Linked DNA regions of Mus musculus: regions 1, 3 and 4 are each linked to region 2. The links are chromatin contacts, called in public HiChIP or PLAC-seq and Micro-C maps. All regions are on one chromosome and are shown on one strand. The core of a region is the stretch at or near the end of the contact, and the rest is flanking DNA. Distances in the headings are between cores, read along the strand shown.

Region 1 (3,292 bases), core at 616-3,115, 140 kb after region 2:
GGTGGGGTGGTGGTGGTGATGGTGGTGGTGATGGTGGTGGTGGTGGTGGTATTAGTGTGTGTGTGACATCCAGAGGGGTCTTCGCTCTTTCAGAAGAGAAAGGGAAAGTAGAATAGGGAGAGGACTTGAGTGAGGGGGTACTGGGAGGAGATGAAGGACTGATACTGAGTTGTAAAGTAAATAAATAAATTAATGAATTAAAGAAAAAAGTTACCTTTGTAGGACTTAGTATTCCTGTTTTAGTTTTGTACTTCCTCCCTTCTCCTCCCTTCTAGAGCACACTAAAGAGTTGCCTAGATCTTAGCTCCTCTACCATTGAGACATATCTTCTTAGCCCCTGTTCTGTTTGGTTTTTCTCTGAGGTCTAGCTTCCACCACTAAGCTCAGTATATCTGTCTTCTTTCAGGGATTTGAGTCATAACCGGTTGTCTAACTGGAACAACACCTTGGAATCACAAACATTACAAGAAGTGTAAGTTATTTTTATTCATTCAATATTAAAGTCTTTAAAGTAACCTAATTATGAATTTGAATATTTTTGGTGTGTATTTGTGTGTCTGTGTGTGTACCTGTGCACTGTAAGTTCTTGTGGAGTCCAGAGATTAACATTTAGTATCTTTGTGAGTTGCTTGTCTGCTTTACTTATTTAAAATAATGCTTTTATTTCTTTTGTGAATTTCATATATTTTGATCATATTCTTTCTCTTCCTCCAACTCCTCCCAGATCCTCACATACTTCCCTATATTGCCAACTTCACATTCTCTCTCTTTTTTGTCTTTGTTTTTTTGAAAAAGGGTTTCACTGTGTAGCCATTGCTGGACAGGAACTCACTTTGTGGATCAGGCTGGCCTCAAACTCACAAAAATCTACCTACCTCTGCCACCACATCCAGCACTCTTTCTTTCTCTTAAAAAACAAAAACAAGGGGCTGGAGAGATGATGGCTCAGGGGTTATGAGCGTTGACTGCTCTTCCAAAGGACCAGGGTTCAAGTCCCAGCACCCATATGGCTGCTCACTGCTGTCTCCAAGATCTGACACTTTCACACAGATATACAGGCAAACAAAACTCCAGTGCATATAAAATAAAATTAGATAAAATAGAAAAGAACAAAAACTAAACAAGCAAGCAAGCAAACAAGGAGTCTAATTTGTGTTGGCTATCTCTTCCTGAGCATGGAGCCTTCCCTGGCGTATGGTTGATAGACTCAGTATCACTCCACTGAAGAAAACAGATTTCCTCTCCTAGCAGTTAACCAATTGCAAATAGCTTTTTGTCTTGAAGTGGGACTTTGTGCCCACTTCCCCTTGGGGTTTTGTCTGGCTTGAGCTTGTGCAGGTCTTGTGCTTGCTGTCACAGTCTCTGAGTTCGTATGTGCATTTGCCCTGTTGTGTTGAGAAGACAGCTGTTTCCTTGAAGTTACCCATTACTTCTGGTTCTTAGGATCTTTCTGCCTCCTCTTTTTCATAGACCTCTGAACCTTGATGGGAGAGGTTTGGTATAGATTTTGCATTTAGGGCTGAACATTCCAAAGTTCTTTCTTTCTGCACATTGATTAGTTAATTACCATTTACTTCAAGAAGCTTCTCTGTGGGGCGTGGTATCGAATGCCTTTAATTCCAGCACTCGGGAGGGGCCAGCCTGGTCTACCAAGTGAATTCCAGACAGCCAGGGCTATACAGAGAAACCCTGTCTTGAAAAACAAACAAACAAACCAAACCAAAACAAAACAACAACAACAACCAACGAAACCAACAAACAGCTTCTCTGATGAGGGTTGAGAGAGACACTGATGTATGTGTATAGCAATATGTCATTAGGAGTTGTTTCATTGATATGCTTATTTAGCAGAATAATAGTAGTGGATTTCCCCTTAGGGCCTATGACCTAGCTTCTTGGCCTCTTCTACCTTATTTTTTGAAGCATCATCTTTGAAATCTGTACTACATAGACTGGTCATTGGTCATCAGGGATCCATGTAGCTCCACTTTCCCACCTCAGTACTGGGTGTACAGATGTGTGCTGCTCTGTTCAGCTTTATATTGGTTTTAGGGATCCAAACTCCGGTCCTCATGTTTGTACAGCAAGAGCTTTACTGCCTGGGCCATTTCTCCAATATGAATTTGGGAATTTTTAATCTAGAGTTGCTGTGAAAAAAATTGAAGGAATTGAAGGCTGGAGATATGGCTTTGTGGTAAAGAGCACTTGATGCTCTTTCAGAGGACATGAATTCCATACCCAGCAACCATGCGAGGCAGCTCATAACTACCCTACTATCCTACTACTGAGCTACACCTCTATCCCACCCTTTAAAAATTTTCTAAAATTAAAACATAGTTGCATCACTTCTTCAGACCCCCTTTAAAAAACTTTTTATTATTTTATGTGTATGGGTAGTTTGCCTGCATGCATGTCTGTGCATCACATGCATGCAGGATTCACAGGAAGTCAGATACCATGGAACTGCAGTTAGAGACAGTTGTGAGTTGCTGTATGGATTCTGGGAATCAAACCTGAGTCTTCTGGAAGAGCACCCAGTACTTTTAACCATGGAACTCTCTCTTCAGTCCCTCAGTATCTTGCTAAATAGCTTAGATTGGTTTAGACCATACTGTGTAGGACAGGCTGGCCAGTGGACCTGTGCATCCTCTTACATGCGTCAAAGGACAGGGGTTACTGGCACGTGTTATCATATCTGGCACAAGCCTTTGTAATACTGATTTTTCTTTTTCTTTTTTGTTGCTGTTGATTTGTTTTTGTTTTTTGTTTTTGTGACAGACTTTCTGTTATATACTTCAGACTGATTTTGAACTTACATTCTCCTTCCTTTCCCTCTGAAGTAATGGGATTACAGATATGCTAGAACTACATCCAGTATGTAATGCTGACTTTAATGGTAGATCATTACTATGAAGCAGCACATTAAAATTGCTAATTTCTTAGAGCTGGAGAGGTAGCTCAGCTTAAGCACACATACTGCTCTTGTAGAGGACCTGAGTTTGGTTTCCAACACACACATTGGGTGGCTGCCACCTTAACTCAAGCTTCAGGGGGTTCAATGCCACTGGTTTCTGAAGGCACTGCACTTAAATGTACACTTAAAGTCCTAAAAATATCGAATTTCTCAAAGTTATATATACTTAGTCTCAGTCATAGGCCCTTTCAAATTTGGATATATTAAGATATTAGCCAAAACCAGAATTGAAGAGGTAATTTCCATTATTAACCTTTAAAACTTTTTTCTCTTTTGCTTAGGAAAATGAATTACAATGAGCTAACAGAGATACCATAT
Region 2 (3,057 bases), core at 492-2,991:
CAACAGAGTTCCAGGACAGCCAGGGATACACAGAGAAGCTCTGTGTCGACCCCCCCCCCCCATCTAAAGTCTTGAATTATTGGTCATTTCTTATGATACTTGGAAAGCAAAGTTGTAAAATTTAGTCATTTTTACTTTTTTTTTTTTTTTTTTGAGAAGGGTCTCACTATGTAAAGCCTATACCTCCTGCCTGTACACCTTGGATTTAATTTCCGAAAGGTTAAGGCGATGGACTGACCACTTCCTTCTCCTTTTTTCCTCTCTCTCTCTCTCTCTCTCTCTCTCTCTCTCTCTCTCACACACACACACACACACACACACATACACATCCCCGAAGACTTGGACTTAGAAGCACCATTTACCACTTAATTAAAATAAATGAATGATGAATAAATAAATTCAAGAGTCTCTTATTCAGCTGAGAAAAACAAGCAAAACACGAGAACAAAAACCCACCCTGCTTGATTTAATTCCCATCCACCCTTTCCCAAACTCTCGTACAATTACTAATCTCACACATCAGCATATACTCATTTAAAACCAAAGTAATTTTTTTTCAATGCCGACGATCAAACTTTGGAGCCTCAGGCATGGTAGGCCAGGCAGGTAGGTACTCATGCCACTGAGCAACACACCCCGAGCCTAAGCGGAATGACGCCTTAAGATTTCAAAATTAGTTATGGGTAAAAAAAAACAAAAGTAGTTTGTCACTGTGTAACTACTAGCAGTAGCCCGCCAGTTTATAATGAGCCACTGGAAAACGGGAAAAGACTGAAGTAGTAACACGTGCGTTTCCTGGTTGAGTGATCAGACGCTAGTTTTCGTAACTGCTGGTTGCACCAAAAACGCCATCATAAAGAAAAGCTAAAATGTACTCGGCAAAGGGATGTACTTGGCCCAGAAAGTGTGCTCTGACCAAATATAAGGACGTTTAAATCTGCTCCACAGGGATGCCTTGGGACCCCGTGCCCGCGGCAGACGCGCCGAAGCCACAGGTTGGACCATAAAGAGCCCCTTCCTCAAAGTTCACTCGAACCCCGTAGTCTTGTACCGGCGGTCCGCAATGCAGCTCCTCACATTCCTCACACCACTCTAGCAAGTCACCTGGTGGGACACCGATTGGCAGACCGGGGAGGCTGGGCGGGTATGCCACGAGTCCTAAGTAACTCCCGCCCCAGCAGAAGGCGGCAGGAGTGCACCACGTGAAGCGGCCTCAGGTCGTCCCTCTTCCCGACCTAAGCATCTCTCCAGGCGCCTAGAGTAGGCAGCGCTGGAAGCGTCTCCCCCAAGGTCACCGGGCACCATGACCCGACTCCCGCAGCCCGGCGGCCGCCACCTGACCACGGGCCCGCAGCTCGGCCGGGAGAGACGCTGTGCCCAGCGCCTCAAGGTCCCCTTCACCCACGCCACGTTCCGGGCCACGCGGCTCCGCGCGCCCAGGATGCCGCGTCGCTCGCCCCGACCCTTGCCCCAGGGAGGAAAGTCCCCGCGTGCCCGCGGGGCTCCGCGACCCCACCGGGGCACCAAGGGCACCGCGGATTCCGTGCCGCGCGCTGCCCGCTCAGCCCGGACTAACCGTTATGTGTGTCTCGCGGCGCCCGGAGTATGCGTGACGCGGCGGCGCGGGCCGCAGTTCCTCGGAGCCGGGGGGGTCCCGCTCGTGTCCCCTGCCCGCCGCCGGGCTCCTTGGCTGCTGCACCTACACGACCGACCAGTCACGTCGCAGCTCGCCACTTTGTCTGGCGGGGCAGGCGCGGCTGCCTTATAACCCGCGGGGGCCGGAGCATGCGCACAGGGGGTGGAGTCGGCCTTCCCGGCCGCCGCCCCCTCCCTGCCATACATACTCCCAGCTCGGCATCTCGCGCCTCCACACGCTGCGGGCTGCGCGTGCCCGCTCGCTCGCTCGGGCGCGCGCGCCGGCGCCCCCCTTCCCGCCACGTGACCCGGCGCCGCGGCCCGGAGACCCCGCACATCCTTATCAGCGCTCTGAGGGGGTAGCTTCTTTTGGCGCGTGCCGGGGACGCCATCGTGGGCCTCACCCCTCAGGCTCTGGAGGAGAAAAGGGGAAAAAAAAACTGCCCTGAGGGCGGACCCTGAGGTGCAGAGGGCGAAGGCGATGGACCGTCGGAGTCCGGGGACTGAACAGCATTTTGAATGGACGGACACTGGTAGACTCCGATGTGGGCCTGGAACCCGGGCTCGGGGACCCTGGGAAGTTGCTGGAACCCTCCGGGCCTGTTTCCTTGCGCTACATCAGCCACTATGGAGGCGTTAGGAAGTTTAATGTGCGATTTTACGCAAGTATCTCGTCACAGAGCCTGACCTGTGGCATTTGATGAACGCTTAGTTTAAGGACAAGCCGGTCAGGAGAAACTGGCCCCGGGGCAGAGAGTGTGTACGTTGGAAACGCTGATATGAGCATGCTCTTAGGCCAGAAGTTTATGAACACTGGATTTGGGGGACGGGTCGGGATTATGGCTAGTGGGATTAGGACAGTTGCATGCTAAGTAAGCACTGTACCAGAATTATCTTGTATGATCTTCACAACCGTATTAGGTGCCAAGAAGATCTTGTAACTAAGGAACCCCGGGCTTCACGAGGTTAACTGGCAGAAGTCACCAGGCTAGGAAGTCGCCAACATTTAAAGTCAAAGCCACAGAGCCTGGTGTCACAAGAGCCATTTTCGGTTCTTCACCAAGCCCAGATTCCAAAGTGTCTTGAAGTGGTAAACTAGTGAGTACTCTTGATGGCCAGGACCCTTGATATTTTTATTATTACGAGATGGGTATTTGGTTGGTTGTTTTTGATTTCTTGTTTTTTTTTTTTTTTTTTTTTTTTTTTTTTGAGATAGCCTCGTGTGTGTGTATAGCTCCACCTGGCCTGGAACTCATCATGTAGATCAGGCTGGCTTCGAACTAAGAGAGCAAACATGAAAAAAAAAAAAAAATCAACCCGCCTCTGTCTCCCTACCGCTAAGATTATTTGTTTAATTTTGTGTTTTGAGACATGGCCTTATTATGTATTCTCTTGGCTGGCCTGAAACTTGTAACGTTGATT
Region 3 (3,098 bases), core at 571-3,070, 180 kb after region 2:
TAGTGTGGTTCTGTCTTTATACAAGTATTATTTAAGCCAAACAGCTTTCTGAATTTTTGATAGCAAAAAGCTTTATGTAAACAAAGAATGTTAACACTAATGAAATGTCATGTGCTTTCAGTCTGTCCTATGAGTATAATACCAGCTTCCTGCTCTCAACTTTTAAAGGTGTCTATTTATAAGTAACTGTATATATACAGAGTTCCAAACTCACAGCTTCTTAGCTTTTTGTCAGAAAGTTCAGGTGAATTTCTGACATTTTTTTCCCATGCTTTTTTTTTCAAACCTAAGTTTTCTTCCTCAGACAGCAGCACTGTTTGCTTTTGAAACTTTCGCTTTTTATTTAAACATGTTTTCTTCATTTCCACTTTGAACATTTAAAATGTATAGTGCTCTCATCTGTTTAGACTGTATGCCTTCTTTTAGGCTGTATTCCAGGTTTTTTACTGGTATGACAAGGCATTAAGAGCCTGCTCCCTTGGCACTGCTCGTGCTGGCTGTGTGTCTGAGTCTTACTGATAGAAAGAGACTGTTTATTAGCTGCTCTAAGCTGCTCTCCAGTTCCCGCCAGGAACCAAAGAGGATTGTGCCACTTGAGTGAAGAGCTGCCTTTGTGAACTGTTAGCTAGATCAAGGGTGATGCTGCTCCATCTAACTTGAGCTGTATTTATCTTGCCAATACAAGACTTAACGGTCTAAGACATGCTCAGGGGAGGAAAAAATGTTCTGCTTCTAAACACTGTCAGTAAACAAAAAACTCACATCCGAATTGGAAAAGTTGTCTTTTGTCTGGAAGCTGCTGCTCACAGGAGGCTCAGGATGGAGGTATACAGCAGCTCATTTATAGCTGGCCATCCCACTTTGTCTGTGGTCAGAGTTCTGTGCCCTCACGGAGAGCCCAGGGTAGTCAGGGTAGAGAGCAGGCCTTGACCTGGTCCTCTAGAAACACCTTACCCAAGATATCGCCTCCAAGCTCCAGCTGTGGCCCTTCTGCTGCGGTGTCCATTGGATCTCCTGAGAATTGGGGAGATGTTGACCTGCCTGCGCTTCCAGATCCCTGGCTGGCCTGAGTAACTGATTAGGAACCCATTTACAGACGAGAAGAGCCTGCCTCTGCTCCTGAAATAACAACAGAAGATTCTTACCCTAGAGAATTTGGTTTCACGTTTGACCATAGGACTAGTGTCTGCTTAGTTAACAAAATAATCTTCTCTGTGTTCACAACTAAAAACATGAAATTATGGCATCATTTTTCTGAAAAACAAAACCAATCCTACATTTCAGATACAAATGTCAGTGACAAACAATTTAAGTATATGTTGTATTATACATCTTTACTCTTGATTTTAATTTTTTTATTTTTAGCAGCCACTGGCCTTGAACTCTCTTGTCTCTCCCTCCCAAATGTGGAGACTAGATATATCTGGCTAGATTGATTTTTGTTCTTGCCTATAGAGCCAGCTGGAGTGGTATTGGTATTACAGTGTTCAGTTTATATTTTACCAAGTGTGTGAGGATGGCCTTTTCTCATAACACACTACAGGAGTAAGGAGTAGTAACAGGGAAATGTGGCTGTTTCCCTCAGGACTGGGATTCAACCATCAGGTTCCTGAATGCCCGGTACATGTCCTCCCACTCAACTCAGGCCCTGTATTTGTTCTCCTTAAGTGAGATATAGTTCATCTTTGGGCCTTTTTTCCAGGCTTTTGGCATTCCTAGGTATTAAACCTATAGCTTCCTATATACCAGGCAAGTGTTCTACCTCTAAGCTGCAGCCTCAGCTGAACTGTTGTTCAAATTAATGGGTGGTTATAAGAACAATGGGGCCATGAATAGTTGAGCTGTTTGCTTCTGTTAGATCTCTTTCCCAGTCCAGTGTGGAGGTATGCTCCCATCTACTTTCAGCTTTTTGTTTGGAACATGGTTAAATATACAGCAGTTAGTCTAGATTTCCTCTCCTCTCCTCTCCTCTCTGCTCCTTTCCTTTCCTTTCCCCCTTTTTTTTTTTTTTTTTTTGGACATCTGTCTGGTTCATTGGCAGAAGTACCAAGTTCCTGAGGTAAGGCTGTATTGGGGACATCTGAAAATGGAAGAATTACTTGCAGGATTGTGAGAAGGTGGGAGGTGAAAGGGTTGGTGTATGATGTCCTAGGAGTCAAGCCCAGGCAAGTGCTCTCAAGGCCGGTGTGCTGTAAGTTAGGGTTTGGATCCTCTCCCTCTCATTTGTATATTGTTTCCTCGAAGTCCTGATAATCAGGTGAAGAGCAGCGTGGCTTGTCTGCGCATGTTGTTGGGTGTGAAGTGATCTTGTAGCACCTGTAACTGTTTTCAAAGAGGAGCTGATCTTCAGGTGGCCAAGTGTCCTTGAAGTATTACCTGGCTGCTGGAGACGCCTCTTCACCCCTGCCTGACTTATACTCCCTGCCACCCTCTGTTCTCTTGCCCATTAGAGGGTGTCAGGCTGAGCAGCCCTGGTGTAAGGCGCCTCTAAAGGGAAGTACAAGCCAAGTGGTCTCATGTGGCTGTTTCCTGGTATCCTTTATATTTTCTCACATAAGAATGTATATTTTACAGAGCATGTGTTCGTCCTGTCTACTGTAATGTCAATAAAGCTAAGACATTATGATTCTCTGGTCTTCTCTTGCCTAAAGTATAGGAATGAATAGTGTATTTTGTTTGGGCCCTTTTGAGAGGACTTTTCAAGTAGTTAAGATGATGAACTTGCTTTTCTCTAGCTTTTACCAAGTCCTAATTTCTGAGCCTGATGCTGGCCACGCCCTGGAATGGAGCTGGGCTGGGAGTGGGTGGCTGGGGCACTGCATGCTCTCCTGCTTGTCCTTCCTGAGGTCCACTGTGGTGCCAGGTGCTAGGTGCTGGGAGACAAATGGGCTCAAGAGTCATGAAAGTGTCCATTGCAAGGGGGGAATTTGAGAACAATACTTTCCAGTCTGGTTTGGTTAACTTGGTATTTGAGGAGTGTCAGTTTTCTGTACCTTTGTTCTACCACCTCAGTGTTTGGTCTCTCTGGGGCGTAGGCTCCTTGGAGACTGGGCTTGTTACACTGATCTCATTGTGCACATCTGCCACACTCTGGGAAG
Region 4 (3,483 bases), core at 368-2,867, 200 kb after region 2:
AGGATAGAGTGTAATGAGTTGGGTCATAGTTTGATGGGATGTGGGAGACACCAGACTGAAGACCCAAAGACCAAGGGCAGGGTCTAATGGGGATTGGTCATACCTGAGTTCCCCTCGTGGGTCCTGGATGTCTAGATTCTTTCTGGCCTCTCTGCGCAGCCTTCTGTTCTCCCATATTTTTTGAGATGTTTTGGGACCTTAGGACTTTAAACTAAGGAAGGTATGTCAGTTTTTGACCTCTGTATTCAATTTTTAATCAACATATTGCATGTCCTCATGAGCTACAACGTGGCTGCGATTTTTCAGTGTCTGTGCACAATGTGTTATGATTGGATCAGGATGACTGGCGTATCCATCACCTCAGACAGTTCTCATTTCTCAGTATGGGAACGTGTGAAATCCTCCCACCAGCTACTTGCCCGCCACCGTTAAACCCTGGATGCTATAGGGCCTTAGCAGCGATTCCTCCCATCCGGCTGCAACCCTCTGCTCACTAACCACTCTCTCTACATCTCTGCTCAGGTTCTGGACCATTGTATCTCTCTGCATTCAGCCAGGATATGATTCAGTACACAGTGTCTTTCTTGACACTTGCTTGATTTACGTCACTTACGTCCAATTCCACCCATGTTGGGCGAATGACACAGTTGTGTTCCTGTTTATGCACAAATAATATTCTATTGTGTGTTTACTTTTTTTTTTTTTTTTTTTTTTTTTTTAAGAACAGTGTTTCTCTGTGTAGCCCTGGCTGTCCTGGAACTTTCACAGAGATCTGATGCCTCTGTCTTCCAAGTATGGGGATTAAAGGTATGTGCCACCACACTTTATGTTCGTATCCATTTGTCTGTTACTGGGCACCTAGGCTGATCCTACCTTCGCTGCTGTGAATTGCGGCCATTTAACTCTGAGCCACAGACTCTTGGTTGGGCTGATTTCAGTTTATCTTAATATACACTCAGCTTTCTGGGTCACATTGCAGTTGTGTTCCTTGTTTTGTAAGGCAGATGCACGCTGTTTCTCTGGTGGCCATGCTCCCAACTGCTGTGCTCAAGGCTCTCTTTGCTCAACATTTCCACCGGCATTTGTTACCTTCGTCTTTTTAATAATTGACATCTTATCAGGGCTGACTTGATGTCCCATTGTGTGTGTGTGTGTGTGTGTGTATGTGTGAGAAAGAGAGAGAGAGAGAGAGAGAGAGAGAGAGAGAGAGAGAGAGAGAGAGAGAGAGAGAGAGAGAGAGAGAGACATGAGCACAGGAACCTGCAGAGGTCAGAGGGTGTCAGGTCCCCGAGGGCTAGCATTAAGGGCAGCCGTGAAGCAATATAGGTGCTGGGAACTGAACCTCTCTCTGCAAGAGCAGCACTGCTCGTATCTGCTGAGTCATCTCCCCTCCGTTTTGTGCCCCCTGGTGATGGATGACAACCCTGTGATTGTTGACTATCTGTGTATCTTCTTTGGAGAAATCTAGTTAGGGCTTGGGCTCCTTTTAACCAATTTATGATTTTTGTGTGGGTTTGTTTTCTACTGAGTTGTTTGAATTCCTTACAGAGAGTGTTAGAGAACGCCTGCCCCGCCCCTCTGTTACGTTTGTGGGAGGGGTCGGTTTTCTCTTTCTTCTCAGTTTCTGCCCGGAGGCAGGGGCAGGGTCACAGCCACTTTGCTCAAATCCCAAAGTGTTCCCTGTGTCCCGCTGCTCTACTGATTTCATAGTGTCTGATTTATTTATTTTACTCTTAAGTCTTTAATCCATTTTGATTTTTTTTTTTTTTTTACATAGTGATGGATGGGAACCTAGTTTCATCTGCCTATGCATATGCAGTTCACCCAGGACTATTGTTAAAAAGAACTTTCATTTTCCATGTGTTACATGGGCAAACACACGGGTTCTAGTTCTCTATCTCACTGGACAGTATCGCCTGCCTTGCTGTGTGGTCACTCTAGCTTTGTAGCATGTTGTGAAGTCAGGAGTTACAATGCCCTCAGCTTTGCTCTTTCTAGATAAGATTACTTTGGAACTTTGGGGTTGGGAATTCCATATAAATCCCCCACCCTCCCCCCAACCCCCTCTCGCTCTCCCCACACCCCAGTACTGGAGACTGAATCGATAGCCTCATTATGCTAGGCAGGTGCAGGTGCTGGACTACTGAGCCACATCCCAGCCCCCCACCCCCCTTCTGTTTGGAACACCACCGGTATTCAGATGGACGTAATGTGGAATCTGTAGATCACGTTCAGAAGTGTGGACAGTTTCACTGGATGAACTCTTCCAGTCAGCAAACATAAGAAACCTTTTGTTTTTCATTTTCTTTCATAGAGTCTCTTGACTTTGTTTTTTTTTTTTTTTTTTTTCTCTTTGGACTATAAAATTCTTTTCCCTCAAATCAATATTTTTTTTTAAAGTGACTTTTCTAAGTGGGCCAGTGACTGACTAGTGTGTTTAACTCCTGTTACACTGACAGGATTAAAAGCAAGCCCAGTTCTCCCATTCATGCCTCAGAGTAGTAACAAAGGGTGTATTCCTTGGGAATATAGAAATGGTTATTTTGCTGTTTTAGTATGCAGAGTTGAATTCATATATCTAACACACACACACACACACACACACACACTATACACACATAAACCCCTCCGAGAGAGAGAGAGAGAGAGAGAGAGAGAGAGAGAGAGAGAGAGAGAGAGAGAGTTTTTAAGCTAGGAAAAAAAGAGTTTGCCTCTCATGACTCGTGCCCTTTACCTACATTCTGACCTTCCGCCTCACCTAATATTACCCCATTTTCTAAGTTCTAGGCTATACCCATACTTAATACCTGTTCACATATATTCATGTATATATTCTAGGCTATAGCTCCTATATGAGGAAGAATTTTCTTTTCTTTCTTTTGTGGTCTTCTGGAGTTTAAGATTATGTTCCCTTAATGTTACACTTTTGAGATCCATTCATCTCCTGCAAGTTTCATGCTCTTTACAGCAGAATAATACCCTATTTTGTACATGAAGCACATTTTCATTACCCGTTCTCCTGCTGCTGGACATGCAGGCTGGTTGCGTAAGCACATGAACGTGCAGGCATCTCTGAGGTAGGACATGGAGTTCTTTGGGCCAAGGCCTAGGAATGGTATAGGCAGGTTATATGGTAATTCTATTTTTCCTTTTTTTTTTTGAGACTCTGATCTGATTCCCACAGTGGTTGTTTCAGTCTGCCCTCCCACCGGCAGCAAACGAGGCTTCTTTTCCCCCCACATTCTTACCAACATCTGTTGTCGAATTTCTATTTATTTATTTTGGTTTTTTGAAACAGGGTTTCCCTGTATAGCCCTGGCTGTCCGGAAACTCACTCTGTAGACCAGGTTGGCCTCGAACTCAGAAATCTGCCTGCTTCTGCCTCCCAAGTGCTGGGATTAAAGGCGTGTGCCACCACTACCTGGCTCTTTTTATTTTTTAAGATTTAGTTTTATCTTATGTGTATGAGTATTTCGTCTATGT

Evidence for each region. A called contact is a pair of places that touch in the nucleus more often than the background predicts. HiChIP or PLAC-seq counts read pairs in DNA pulled down with a chosen protein or histone mark.
Region 1: an H3K27ac HiChIP or PLAC-seq map of embryonic stem cells shows a contact between it and region 2, with 8 read pairs. The contact joins the enhancer-like site here to the promoter of Slc16a1 in region 2. A contact is called at or near these places in 17 of 39 promoter capture datasets (the 3T3-L1 cell line, 3T3-L1-derived adipocytes, the C10 cell line and 12 more), 1 of 15 datasets of contacts at CTCF or cohesin (CD8 T cells), 9 of 484 Hi-C or Micro-C datasets (LSK cells, the MNK3 cell line, bone marrow-derived macrophages and 6 more), 10 of 115 datasets of contacts at active chromatin or transcription factors (the SCID.adh cell line, bone marrow-derived macrophages, craniofacial prominence and 4 more) and 2 of 9 other capture datasets (adipose tissue and liver).
Region 3: a contact with region 2 is called in a Micro-C map of embryonic stem cells, with 2.0 times the contacts expected there. The contact joins the enhancer-like site here to the promoter of Slc16a1 in region 2. A contact is called at or near these places in 2 of 39 promoter capture datasets (macrophages and pre-B cells), 1 of 484 Hi-C or Micro-C datasets (embryonic stem cells), 3 of 115 datasets of contacts at active chromatin or transcription factors (the SCID.adh cell line, T-cell acute lymphoblastic leukemia and memory CD8 T cells) and 2 of 9 other capture datasets (adipose tissue and liver).
Region 4: a Micro-C map of embryonic stem cells shows a contact between it and region 2, with 2.2 times the contacts expected there. The contact joins the enhancer-like site here to the promoter of Slc16a1 in region 2. A contact is called at or near these places in 1 of 39 promoter capture datasets (pre-B cells), 2 of 484 Hi-C or Micro-C datasets (both in embryonic stem cells), 3 of 115 datasets of contacts at active chromatin or transcription factors (bone marrow-derived macrophages, memory CD8 T cells and pancreatic cancer cells) and 1 of 9 other capture datasets (adipose tissue).

What each region holds. Positions count from the first base shown.
Region 1 is chr3:104,494,669-104,497,960 of GRCm38.p6, reverse strand. It overlaps Lrig2 (leucine-rich repeats and immunoglobulin-like domains 2), which reads left to right. Exons shown (of 18, transcript NM_001025067.2): 2 at 407-472; 3 at 3,256-3,292. Among named protein-coding and RNA genes, the nearest start is that of Lrig2, 16 kb to the left of the region's middle. Within about 2 kb of position 1,865, at least 12 of the 459 cell types and tissues checked have an H3K27ac peak or open chromatin away from gene starts, as enhancers often do. A contact at or near this core is called in the HPC-7 cell line and embryonic stem cells, where this site is marked.
Region 2 is chr3:104,637,348-104,640,404 of GRCm38.p6, reverse strand. It overlaps Slc16a1 (solute carrier family 16 (monocarboxylic acid transporters), member 1), which reads right to left and starts at 1,741. Exons shown (of 5, transcript NM_009196.4): 1 at 1,577-1,741.
Region 3 is chr3:104,453,508-104,456,605 of GRCm38.p6, reverse strand. It overlaps Lrig2 (leucine-rich repeats and immunoglobulin-like domains 2), which reads left to right. Exons shown (of 18, transcript NM_001025067.2): 18 at 1-2,623. Among named protein-coding and RNA genes, the nearest start is that of Gm38412, 46 kb to the right of the region's middle. Within about 2 kb of position 1,820, at least 11 of the 459 cell types and tissues checked have an H3K27ac peak or open chromatin away from gene starts, as enhancers often do. A contact at or near this core is called in embryonic stem cells, where this site is marked.
Region 4 is chr3:104,432,440-104,435,922 of GRCm38.p6, reverse strand. No RefSeq gene overlaps it. Among named protein-coding and RNA genes, the nearest start is that of Gm38412, 25 kb to the right of the region's middle. Within about 2 kb of position 1,617, at least 46 of the 459 cell types and tissues checked have an H3K27ac peak or open chromatin away from gene starts, as enhancers often do. A contact at or near this core is called in adipose tissue, embryonic stem cells and pre-B cells, where this site is marked.